Linked DNA regions of Mus musculus: region 1 is linked to region 2. The links are chromatin contacts, called in public promoter capture Hi-C maps. All regions are on one chromosome and are shown on one strand. Each heading gives the region's core, a stretch centred on a gene start, on an enhancer-like site or on the middle of the called end of the contact. The rest is flanking DNA. Distances are from core to core; before and after follow the strand shown. Region 1 holds the start of Szrd1 (SUZ RNA binding domain containing 1). Region 2 holds the start of Ythdf2 (YTH N6-methyladenosine RNA binding protein 2).

Region 1 (6,179 bases), core at 3,585-6,084, 8.9 Mb after region 2:
ACAACGCGGCTCCGCTCAGCTCAACTTTCAAATCTTCTTTTACTCTTCCTCTTTTTCCCCTTGAGACAATCTCTGCATGTTGCCCAGGCTGGCCTCAGACTCATGAGCCTCGGCCTCAGCCGGCGTCCTGAGCGTGGGATTACAGGTGTGCACCACTATTCTTGACTCAGTCTTTCAAGGCTTGTGTGAACATAAAGACCTCTGGTTCCAGGCATGGCACCCACTTTTTCACCTTCTGCACAGTGTTGCTGCTCTTCTGACAGGCTGGACGAGTGCTCCAGTGCCTGGCACACAACTGATACAATGTCTAAGGACACTTTCTCACAGGGCCAATCATCACTGACCGGGCAATATCTAGACTGCCCACTGGCTCACACGAGTGGAAAGTAAACATACATCCGAATTCTCAACCCAGAAGACTAGTTACCTAGTTATCCTTTAACTTGCACAAGACGTTTTCTCGGGCTTGGACATGCACTCAGTGGTAGATCTCTTGCCTGCACATACGAGACCCTGGGTTTCATTCTTGGTTCGGGCAATACATAAGGGGGTGGGGGAACTGATATGGAGGCACACAGCTATGATCCTAGAGGCAGGAGGACCTGAGTTCAAGGTCAGTCAGCCTGGGCTTCATAAAGACCCTGCTTTGAAAAAGGAGCTTAAGGCTGGGCGTGATGGTGCACGCTTTTAGTCCCAGCACTCAGGAGGCAGAGGCAGGCGGATTTCTGAGTTCGAGGCCAGCCTGGTTTACAAAATGAGTTCCAGGACAGCCAGGGCTATACAGAGAAACCCTGTCTCGAAAAACAAAAAAAAAAAAAAAAAACCAACAACAAACAAACAAAAAAAAAAATGTTCTTCCTGTTAGCTGCTTAATTTGAGGGGGAAAAAAAAATCAAAGGAAACCCTAGGGATCCAGGGAGAGGCGGCAGTGCATTACAGCCACCAGCCTAGCTCCACTGTCACCACCTTTTCTAGCTGGGGTGTTTTATCAACAAGAGGAGATAGGCCATTTCCACATCATATTTCTTTTGTCTAAACAAGTGGCGTGTATAACTAGCTTCAAACCATCAGAACCCAAGCTGAGTGTGGTGGCACACATCTTCAATCTCAGCAAAGCAAGTGGATCTCTGAGTTTGAGGACACTCTGGTCTACAGAGTGAGTTCCAGGATAGCCAGGGCTACACAGAGAAATCCCGCCTTGAAAACCAACTGCTGATCTACTTTCTGGAGCAGGAAGATGTCTTCCAATTACAAACTGCTCTCATCGCCATTTGAGACTTGCTGAAGATAGAGGCCACAGGTCAAAGTCGGAAGCAGGAGTCACCTCAGGTGGTGCCTGTGCTCAGCATGCACAGGGCCCCAGGCCTGACCCTCAGGGCACTCCCTATCAATAGGCCTGAATCAACCATGACTCAATTCTAAGTTTTCACATCCCCACCGGGCACATTTTAAAAGAAGCAAGTCTTGGTGAAAGGTAAATTATACTCTCTGGACTGTCTTTAGAGTGTGGTTCTAGCCTCTCTGAAGGAAACTCGCAAAGGAACGATTGCACGCAGATGAGCTGCAGCCTGGTTAAAAACCCACCTGAGGTGATCCTTCAAGCCGGCCCTCCCATCAGTGGACCACCATACCCTACCCTGGGTACTCAAGGGAAAGCCTGACGTCAGCTCCTGAGCCAGCTCTGTTGTGCTGGAGGGCAGGGATCCCGCTGGGTCTGCAGAGCCTGGTCACTCAGCTTCCACCCAGCCAACTCCCAGTCACTGAGCCTCTGCTTCCACCCAAGGTTTCTTCTGGTTGCTTGTTTGTTTAGGCCTTTCTTTTTGGAGGGTGGGCACATTTGAAACTCATTGAGGGGAGGGAAGGGAAGGGAGACAGGATAATGTAAAGCCAAGAATGTTCACGCCAGCCACCACCCGCACCTCAAAGACACAGAGAGTCAACTGGATGCATGCAGAGAGCATGCTGCTCCCCCTCCCCCTCCTCCTTCATGCCAAACACATTGGCATTACTCAAGGGAATCGAATTCATGACAGTCTTGAGAGGCCAGGCGTGGAGATGTCTATAGTGCCAGCATCTGGAAGGCTGAGTCTGAATACTAGGCTCTGTCTGCATTTGAGGCCAGCCTGAGCTACAGTGTAAAGCCTGACATTCACAAACAGCACATCTTCAAATAAAGACCCGAAGCCGGGTACCTGGGAGGCTTCAAACTCCTTAAGAGTTTATGGAGAACCAAACCCACACAGTGACTGTGTAGCCAGTCAGAGCTACACAGGGAGACCTTATGTGGTGGTTTCAATGAGAACAACTCCCATAGACTCTTAAGTTTGAATGCTTGCTCTCCAGTTTTTGAGACTCTACAGGCACTGCCTTGGTCAGACGGTGTCTCTTCACAATGAATGGACAGTAACTATGAGTCTCTGTCTCAAAAAAAAAAAAAAAAAAAATCAAAACCAAAAAAAAAACCAAAACCAAAAACCAAACACATTAAAGCAAACATATTAAAAATGTAGGGCAGTGTCTGGAGTCTGGAGGGATGGCTGAGGGGTAAAGAAGTGCCCACTGCTCTTACAGAAGGCTGGAGTTTCCGTCCCGGCACTCCCATCAATGGCTCACAGAGGTCTGTAACCCAGCTACAGAGGATCCTACGGCTTCTAGCATCCCCGGGCACCCACACATCCACGAGTCCACGAGCAGAGAATACACATCCTCACTTTCTCTGGGAGTAGTGGCGCCTGCTTCCAATCCCAACACACAAGCAGGCAGTGCTCTGTGGTTTCCAGACTAGCTGGTCAACAGAGCTAATTCCAGGACAGCCAGGGTTACATGAAAGCTGTAAAAACCAGGGTTTGGAAACCCATTCTTTTCTAAATAAATAAATAAAATCAGAAGAAGAAAAAAAAAACAGTTTTTTTTTCCTTTCCTATTTTTTTTTTAAATACAGGTGACATGAGGGGCATTTGGGAGACACTCCTCCTAGTGGCAGGCCATAAATGCCTCTACCGGAAATTGTGCATTTTCTGGCAGAAGTCACTATTGCACACACTTCCTTTTTTTTTTTAATATTTATTTATTTATTATATGTAAATACACTGTAGCTGTCTTCAGACACTCCAGAAGAGGGCATCAGATTTCGTTACGGATGGTTGTGAGCCACCATGTGGTTGCTGGGATTTGAACTCAGGACCTTTGGAAGAGCAGTCAGTGCTCTTAACCGCTGAGCCATCTCACCAGCCCCTGCACACACTTCCTAACAGGCAGCACACACTCAAAAAATATAGGTGGAGTGAATAAATACCTAAGCGACACCTGTTAGTCTCTATAAAAATCTTATTTGTTGAGTGTGGTGGCGCACGCCTTTAATCCTAGCACTCTGAAGGCAGAGGCAGGGAGACCTCTGTGATTTTGAGGCCAGCCTGGTCTACCTGGTGAATTCCAGAAAAGCCAGGGCTATATAGAGATCTTGTCTCAAAAACACCAAAACCAAACAAACACACACTTTCTTGATTCAAGGGGAATGTACCTTAAACCTCTATTAAATAATCGCTGAACCAAGCAGGCCTTCCAAGGCTCGTTAATGCTAAGTCGAAAAGCATCACCAATCTTTCGAGAAATGCTGAACTAGCGGAAAAAACTTCGAGGCCAAGTTTCAACATTCCTGTGAAGATACACCACTGCTGTGCTGGTTAGAAGCGCTAGGGGAAGACAGACCCAACTCCTCCTCTATCCTAGTATATGTGACTCCCCACACATAAACTTTTGAGGTGAATGTCACCGGAGCGGAGCCCAGCCCAGCCCAGCCCAGCCCGGCCCGGCCCGGCCCGGCCCAGCCCGGCCCAGCCCAGGCGCGGACACATGGTCACCAAAGAGACATTTCCGTCTCCACGAGGGTTAGCTTCGAACCTCAAACTCTGAAATTACCACGAGAATCACGAATCTAATAGAGGAGTTCCTACTTGGGATAATTTTTCCTTTTCCTGTAACTTTTGGGGGCAAGCAAAAACTCTCACTCGCATCATACCGATCGGTAATCTCCCCTTCTCGCAGGCATGAGGCTATCTTACAAATCACACCCTTCTTCCTTTCCCTTCCCTCCACTCAGAAGAACGTAGTCCGAGATCCTTCCCACTGCGCAGATCTTAGGGTGGGTCCCGGGGAAGAGCAGATGCTTTGCAGAGTTTAGGGGAGCTCTGCTGAGATCCCCGGAAAACTCGGACTAAAACTGAAAGAGGAAAAGGGAAAGGAAGAGAAAAAACCAGGCTCGCTCACCGCGGCGGAAGGCGCACAGCGGCGGGGGATTTCGGCCCAGAGCCCAGTGGTCCCAGAGGACACATGGTCGCTTGCTCCCCGCTGTCTCGGGGCCTCCTCCCGCTCTTCCTCCGAGCCAGGCACTCCACCCGAGCCCCTCCCTCACCAGACGGAGCTCAAGAACTTTAAAATGGTCCCTAGGGCGCGGGGGACCAGAGAGAGTTGCCCCGGGGTAGAAGGTGGGGCGCCCAGAGCGAAGCGCACACCGCTGGGCGGAGAGGCACCCGGCAAAGGTGGAGAGAGAAATGGAACGCGGCCCCTTTAAGAGGCCTTCACGGCGATCCGGGACCGGGGGCCTCTCTTCCACCTCCGGCCCGGCGTGGGAGACCCTTCCTTGGGGAAAACTCTCCCCAGACCCACTCCCCGGAGGCTTCCCTCACGCCAGGTCCGCCCAGCCCTACCGCGGGGCGGCAGCTCCTCCTTACCCCGCTGTCTGCCGCCTCCTCCCAGCTCTCAGCGACCTCCTCATCTTCCATCTTACTCGCCGCTTTCCCTCCTCCCCCAACCCCTCCCCGCGCCTGCGCCTTGAAGCGCGCCTGAGTCGCGGGCGGAGGCACGCAGGGCTTTCCTCAATGGACCACGCCCCCTCCCCCAGCCCGGAAGAGGCGCCCGGCCAGGTCCTCCACTCGCCTGGTCTGCCATCTTGGAAGAGGGCAGGGAAGTCAGATCGGCCTCCATCTTTCATGAGGTCAATACGCTCGCTGGTTTACTGAATGAGAGAGTTCAAGTGACGTTACCTGCTCCAGTTCGGGAACTGTGTGCTTTGGAACCATCGTTTCTTAAGGGCAGGCAATGATTGAAAATTAATTTTTTTTTCAAAAATTGAATCTCAAAAGAAAAAAAGTGAGTCTAAGTTTTTCTAAGCTACAGGTCACATGTTTGTTTTACAGCATTTTTTTTTTTTTTTAAGGTGTGCGCCACCACACCCGGTAACCAGTCATACTTTTTTTTTTTTCTAAGATTTATTTATTTATATGTAAGTACACTGTAGCTGTCTTCAGACACTCCAGAAGAGGGAATCAGATCTCGTTAGGATGGTTGTGAGCCACCATGTGGTTGCTGGGATTTGAACTCCAGGCCTTTGGAAGAGCAGTCTGGAAGAGCAGTCGGGTGCTCTTACCCACTGAGCCATCTCACCAGCCCTGTTTTACAACATTCTTGAGACATTTCTATACTTAAAGAAAGGATTAAAAAGCATCTTTGGCCGGACGTGGTGGCGCACGCCTTTAATCCCAGCACTCAGGAGGCAGAGGCAGGCGGATTTCTGAGTTGGAGGCCAGCCCGGTCTACAAAGTGAGTTCCAGGACAGCCAGGGCTACACAGAGAAACCCTGTCTCGAGAGGAAAAAAGAAAAAAGCATCTCTGGGCTGGAGATATGGCTCAGCAGTTAAGCGCACAGCCTGCTCTTACAGAGGTCCTGAGTTCAAATCCCAGCAACCACATGGCTCCCAACCATCTGTAATGAGATCTGGAGTGTCTGAAGACAGCTACAGTATCAGTATACTTACAGATAAATAAATTAAAACATCTTTAAAAAAAAGAAAGAAAAGAATTAAGGCAGCAGGAAGAAAAGACTCAGACAGCTGAAGATGGTGAGAAGCATGGCATTAGGAAGCAGGCACTGCCTGAGCAGTGCTGGCCCTCGCCTTTAATCCAGCACTCAGGAGGCAGAGGCAGGGGAATCTCTGTGAGTTTACAGAATGAGTTCTAGGACAGCCCCTGTCTCAAAAATTAAACCAAAAGGAAACAAGACAACAACCACCACCCTCCTCCCACACACACCTTATTATACTGAAGAGTCACAACCGGTATCTGACTTCCCTTAAAAATTCTAAGGGGGTCGCCGGGACGCGTTTAATCCCAGCACTTGGGAG
Region 2 (7,215 bases), core at 3,382-5,881:
GAGAAAGCCAACTTCTGCAAATTGTTCTCTGTGTGGTAGCACATATATGCCCAGTTCTTTTGTGTGTGTGTGTGTGTGTGTGTGTGTGTAAGGAAACATTGGAGAGTCGGGCAGTAGTGGCACAGGCGCCTTTAATCCCAGCACTCAGGAGGCAGAGGCAGGGGGATTTCTGAGTTCGAGGCCAGCCTGGTCTACAGAGTGAGTTCCAGGACAGCCAGAGCTATACAGAGAAACCCTGTCTCAAAAAACCAAAAACAAAACAAAACAAAAAACCAAAAAAACAAAAAACCAGGAAGGAAGGAAGGAAGGAAGGAAGGAAGGAAGGAAGGAAGGAAGGAAGGAGAAAGAAAACAAAACAAAATGGAAAGAACTAGAAATCTCAAGTTCTAGTCCACATGCCTAGTCTAAGCATTCTTCCCTCATAAACTTAGTGTTTACTAAGTAAACTGTGTAAGAATCTGGAAGGGAAATAGTGGTTTCCAAAGGACTTAAGATTCAAGGGGGGTTGGGGGGGTAGTTTAGTTCCCGTTTCGTCTCATCTATAAAATGAATGACTGCCATTTGAAATTCACACTACCTTTTGCATTAGAAGTAGAAAAATATAATACAAATAAGTCTATAACCTTAAATAATCAGAAATACAAAATTATGTACAATTACTCTTCACATCAAGTATACAGATTATTATTATATGAAAGCCTTGATGTTTTGTTTGGGTTTTGCAAAAAAATTCCTACAGAACTACTGGGCATGGTTGATGTGTGTATGCCTTTCATCCCAGCACTGGAGAGGCAGACTCAGGTAAATCTCAATTATTGGGAGCCAACCTGATCTACATAGACATAGTTCCAAGCCAGCCTGGGCAATACTCTTAAGACTCTATCTCAAAACTTAATTAAATGAACCTACAGTGTAGAGAATGATCAAGTTTAAAACAAGAGGTATATAACACTGATTCCCATAAGTACATAACCCAACTCAAAATACTCTGCCTTAGCTGTAATAGTTCCAGCAACTCATTATTTGCCGATCCATAGCTACCAATAGGTAGATTTATCCTGAAGAGACTTAGAAAACTAAGTACCTTAGTACTTAAACTTGTATTACCAAGGCCAGGAAACAGTATAAACTGTATTCTTTAGCCTCTAAATACATCTACACAATAAATTTTTCAACTGATAAGACCGTGATAAAGCCAAGTATGGTGCCTTATGCCTTTAATCCTAGGATTAAGGAGACAGAAGCAAACAGATCTCAGTAAGTATGAGGCTAGTCGAGACTACATAGGGAGACTCTCCCACCCCACCCACCAAAAAGAGAAAAAAGAAAAAAGAAAAGATTTAGTATGAGGCCCTGTGTTAGACACAGCATATTCTGTAGTCATGGCTAGCCTAGAATTCTTTTTTAAAAAAAGAAAAAGGCATGTTTAAACCTCTGTGTAACAGACCTGGCTGCCCTGGAACTCAACTTTGTAGAGCAGGCTGGCCTCAAGCTCACAGAGACTCATCTTACTCTACCTCCCAAATGCTGGGACTAAAGTCATCATGTAAAGGTTAGCCCAGAACTCTTTTAAGACCAGACTGGCTTCAAACTCAAAAGATCCACTTGCCTCTGTCTCCCTAGTCCTTGAGTTAAAGGCATGAGGCACAACACCCAGCTCTGTGAATTACTCTAGATTATATACAAGAAACAAAACAAAACAAAATCAGCCATAGTCCTTCAAGGTCTATAGCCATACCTCAGTTTTTAAAAGTCACTAAGCTTCAGCTTCTCTAAGAAGACAAAACGCTCTCACCAGCACAGGTTATGCCAAGACACAGGTGAATGGCTATACCTGAGATGGCAAGTTCACACATGCCAGAGCTCCACACTCTCAATTACACAATACTGTGCAAGAACTACCTAGAATGGGTCCTAAATGCTCCCACTCAGTTACAATGATTAGGAAAGCAAACGACATCATTAACAGCAATTATTAATATTTCATTCCTCTGCTTCTTTGATTGGCTGGTTAGCCAGTGTGGAAACTTTTTGTACTCTCAATATGAAGATTTTTAGATAAGCTATCTCAAAAACCTTAGGGAACAATCGGGTCCAAATCTGAATACATACATATATGTCAAGTTACTGAATACATACATATATGTCAAGTTACTGAAAACCAGCCATATGTTTTTCCTACAGAACAGGTTCAAATTTTTATATCAATGTTCCACAAACTTCTTAATCTATGCTACAGCATCCTAAAATCAAAACCTTCAACTCTTTTGGATACATTTATCTGTGAATTTACATTAACCAAAATTGTGTGGCTGTCCTAAGAGGAGACAATAAAGCTGGTGAATCAAACAATTCATACATACAGTTCATATTAGGAGTATCTACATATATATGCAACTAGTCCTCCCATCAAATAAATGTATCTCAAACTTTTCTTGGTGGCAATGGGAACTACACTAGAAGGACACACTGATGCATAAGCCCTCTACCTGGCCCTACCTGCAACCGCAATCATTCTTGGTCTGAATGTCAACTGTGTTCAACAGTGTTTTAGCCTCCTTTAACAAACACATTAGCCAAAAGAGCTATGCACAAAGTTGTTCTCTACAGATACTAAACAACCAAAAATCACCATCTAGCGCCCCACTGTCTCACTTTGAAATAGTTTTAATACACAAAGAGCCTCACTGGAGACAAAAGAGAAGTAAGTTTTGTATAGGTGAGGTTCAGGTGATCATTCACTAGAATTTCCTCACTACATTATCATCCCAATTTCCCTAAAAGACAAGGTTTTGTTTTCTTTAGAGCTCAGGCTAAACTCTGGCCAATATTCTTAAGCTGTGCACTAATCCTTTCCTGGCAAACAAGGGGCAATTACTCATGCCAGCATAACAGCTCTTATACAACTCGCGTTATCAGTAATGCAGTCTCAGAGCACATGCTTTGTTGACCACACAGCTTATATCTTTAATGTTTTATATAACAAATTAGTAAGTTGTATTAGGAGTCAGCCACACACACACACACACACACACCCAAACACACCCAAACACAAAAGTGAGACAGGGCAGAGAAAGTCTAACAGTACACTGTCCCCTCAGATAATATAGAACAATTTACTACTCACCGGCCTTGCCTGTGGGCTCAAGTAAGGTTCGAAATCATCATCATTTAGTCCATCCTTTTGATGCACAGAACCATTTTGTACTAGAGGGGAAAAGTTAAATTAGCAATGCCCTGGTCCGAAGAGCTCCCTTCCAAACCCATCCATCAGTTTACATTCACACCAGGAAGAAACCATGCTAGTTCCAAGAGTCACTTGGTTTGAAACTCCGGGGAATAACGATGAGCGCCAGGGCTGAAGCAAGAGCCGGACAGTGAAAAAGAGTCTCCACCCCAGAGCGAGCTGATCTTTTTAAAAGGTCAGTGTATTGGCTCCTTCGAATTTCAATTCCCTCCGGCTTTCTCTCCCCGCTTCCTTCACATGTGAGTGACTTCCAGAAAGTGCTCCACGAGGAGGAAACACAAAGGGCTCCTAAGACCTACGAGAAAACTAAGGACCTGGTGCTTCTCAAAATGCATTCCACCCCCGGCCGCTCATGAATTACTCGTTGTTAACGAAAAAAGCTGCCCGCCAGCTGCAGGGCCACACCAAAAGGGGCGACCGCCCCGCGCGCGGCACCTGCGACCCGAGCGGCTTCGGAAAGGTCCTTTCCCCGGGGCGCGTCCTCGAGCCACCGCCCCCACGGCCCGGCGGACCCCCCTCCCCATCCCGGCCGGCGGCCACCCGGAGGAGCGGGGTCTTACCTTTGTTTCCTTGACCTTTTGGTCTCTGCGAGAGGAGGGGACGTCGCCGAGCAGCAAGTCGTCCGAGAAGAAAACGGAAAAGGAAAGACAAATGAACGCGGGGCCCGAGCAGGGAAGAAAGGAACCGGCCTGGGGGGGACGCGTGGTGAGGGGGAGGCGGGGACGAGCGCTAGGCCGGCGGGGCAGCCCCGGCAGCCCGGCCACCCGGCAGCCACACGAGGGAAAGAGAGGAAACGAGGAAGGGAAGCCCGGGCCGCTACTGGGAGGGAGCGCGGCGCGGCCGGCCCGGCCCGGGGAGGAGCGGGAAGAGCGGGCCGGGCGGGAGACTCAGGGCGCGGCCGGTCTGAGGCCCGAATCCCGAGCCGCGAGAGGCGCCCGCCGCGGCCCGGCCAGGAGCGGCGGGCCCGGGCCTAGTCGGGCCCCGTCTCGCCTCACACAATGGCCGAGACATGCGGGCTGGGCCTGTACCTGCTCCAAGAGGCTGCTGGCCGACATGGCTCTCGGATCCTCACGGGGAACGACGGCGGCGGACTCCTCGTCGGGACAGCGGCGGCGGCGGATGAGCCCCGACGACGGGAGCAGAGGGTGCGGCGGCGGCTTTTGTCCCTGACACTCGGAGCCTCGCCTCGGCGGACGCAGCAGAGACACAGCGCGCGACTCGGGCTCCGGCTCCGATCCGGCGACGCTCTAGGCCGCCGAGCTCAACGCCCGTCTCTATGCTCCGGAGCGCGCGCCCGCCCCCTCGCAGCCCGAATGGGGGAGGCCGAGCGGCAGAGGCGGGCGGCGCGCGCGGCGCGAGCGCTGACTCTCACAGTCGCTGACCCACGCGGAAGGGCCCGGCGCGAAGCATCTCGGGAAGGGAGAGCCGCGCCCGTGGCGCCCTCTGCTGGGCTGGAGGAGCGGAAGCGGTGCGCGCGCGGTCTCCCCGCCCCCACCGCCGCCGCTTTGGGCCTAGGAGCCCTGGGTGGCACCGGGGGTCACCACTGGAGTTTTTTGGCAAACACCTAGAGAATAATTGTTTTGTCTTAAGAAAACACGCAGAAGCCCCTTTCTTAATGGGGCAGAGGCTTCTACTCTGTGTAGGACTTGAGCCCTAACTCATAACTGCATTTGATAACTCTCCCCCAATTTGAAAAGGAACCAGAAGAGAGGTCCTAAGAGCTCACAGGGAAAACTTCATGGAGGTCGGCCCAGAAGACACCCGCGCCCTTCCTTAAGACTATTGTCACCTTCCTTCCTCAGGGACTTGAAAAAAACACCCAGGAGCAGTACTTCCACTAAATATTAAAAAGCCGGCCCTCACTGCCCTGCACACAAGACATTTACCCCTTTGACTTTTGAGGGAGAAAAATATACACTCTCTTTTTTTCAGAGAAGTCAGTGACCCCAAAATAATCTAGTAAACTCTGGACTTTATTCCCAAGAAAAAGACACCTCACCCGTATGCACAGTGTCACACACACTTTCTTGAAGTCTGTTGGACCCTAAGAGGAAATATTCGTGATCTAAGGACTGGAAAATGAACGCTATTCCAGTATGTGCTGTGTGCAGGGCTTTGTCATTAAGTGCTTTCTGACACATTAAATTTAAAGACTTTCAACAAGTTCAAAGTGCCTATCAAACAATGTTACAGCTGGGAAAAGGGAGATTAAGCATGCTGCCAAAGTTATCAAGTTATTAAATAGATCTGTGCTTTTGACACAAAGAACAACATAATATCATTCTTCAACAGCTAGAAAAGAAATCCTGTATTCATGAGCTAAGATTCACTGGAGAGCCAAAGGATGAGCAAAGGCAGGTTTTTTTTTGTTTGTAGGGTTTTTTGTTTGTGTTTTGAGACAGGGTGCCTCTAGCTGTCCTCAAACTCACTAGGTAGACCAGGCTAGCCTTGAACTCAGAATTCTGCCTGCCTCTGCCTCCTAAATGCTGTTATCAAAGGCATGCACCACCAAAGGCATTTTTAATTTAAAAAAAAAAAAATCACGAGCTGGGCGTAGTGGTGCATGCCTTTAGTCCCAGCACTCGGGAGGCAGAGGCAGGCAGATTTCTGAGTTCGAGGCCAGCCCGGTCTACAAAGTGAGTGCCAGGACAGCCAGGGCTACACAGAGAAACCCTGTCTCAAAAAACAAACAAACAAACAAAAAAAAAATCACTCTGGACAAGGATATTTAGTAGTAGGTTTTGCTATTGCAAATGGTAGACACCTGAGCAATGCACTATTGTTAACCTAATGCCATCTGCTTGCTAGATAGAGAAGGTTTGGATTTGACAGATTCAGGAGGAAAAAGCCAAGACTCTTGGATTTTACTTTGTAAACCGCTCAAAGTAAGTGCAAAGCATTTCTTGTCTGCTTATACTCACATTTATGGCTTAAGTGAATAAGATCAGACACCAAAGTTAAAGAACTCTTAGTAAAATGTCACATCTCAGGGTGGAGAGCCCATTAATTGAATGAGAGAAGCCTAGTAATGGTTTTTTTATGAAAGATAATTAGCCAGTCAACCTCATGGCTCAGCTTTGTATATAAACTGTATCAGCAATTGCTTGCATTTAGAGACAGCTTGATTTTGTAAAAAGAGAATTAGACTAGACATCATCTCCTGAGAACGAGAGAGAGTCTAAACACTGGTCTCCCGAGTCCAGGTACAACACTAGGAAAATTATTACACCTGTCTCAGATTCCCTCCCTTAAGACAGAGGATAATACCACCTGCCTAACAAGTTTCTCACAAAAATAAAGGTTAAAAAAAAGAAGAAAGAAAGAAAGGAGCCAGGCGTGGTGGCGCTCGCCTTTAATCCCAGCACTCGGGAGGCAGAGGCAGGTGAATTTCTGAGTTCAAGGCCAGCCTGGTCTAAAAGTGAGTGCCAGGACAGCCAGGGCTATACAGAGAAACCCTATCTTGAACCCCCCCCCCCAAAAAAAAAGAAAGAAAGGAAGGAAGGAAGGAAGGAAGAAAGGAATAAGTTGAAAACATTAGAAAATGGTGGGTATGCTGTGGGTTCCTTTCGTGTGATCTTCTTAAGAGATGGGGGAGGGAGGAGTGCTTCTGACAGTTTCTTCAGCTACAGGGAGCCTTGATTAGCTCCTGTGCGATCACCTTTTCTGCAGGAGTTCCCAGTTAAACGCTAAAATATCCTTGTGGGGAAGGGTAATGCTAACCCTGGGTTCGTTTACCAAATTGGTTTCACAGACTCCTAAATAAACAGAACATACCAAACTGATATGTGTAATCCCTGGGAAGCAGGAAGGGAAGGCTGGAGTGGATGATAGTATTTTAGGGCTTAGAGACTATTATATGGGAACTGAGTTGAGGTTCTAGTCCAGGGTCTGCCACTGGAGCCTCTTAACAGCACCTACAGAGCGCTAAGCAATGTGCTAGGGAGAAAGGCTTACAGTTCACTTTCCCT

Evidence for each region. Capture Hi-C pulls out chosen DNA fragments and counts their contacts.
Region 1: a contact with region 2 is called in a promoter capture Hi-C map of adipose tissue. The contact joins the promoter of Szrd1 here to the promoter of Ythdf2 in region 2.

What each region holds. Positions count from the first base shown.
Region 1 is chr4:141,134,962-141,141,140 of GRCm38.p6, forward strand. It overlaps Szrd1 (SUZ RNA binding domain containing 1), which reads right to left and starts at 4,835. Exons shown (of 4, transcript NM_001025608.2): 1 at 4,731-4,835. The coding sequence starts at 4,781.
Region 2 is chr4:132,207,625-132,214,839 of GRCm38.p6, forward strand. Ythdf2 (YTH N6-methyladenosine RNA binding protein 2) reads right to left here and starts at 4,632. Exons shown (of 5, transcript NM_145393.4): 1 at 4,276-4,632; 2 at 3,808-3,832; 3 at 3,128-3,207. The coding sequence starts at 4,302.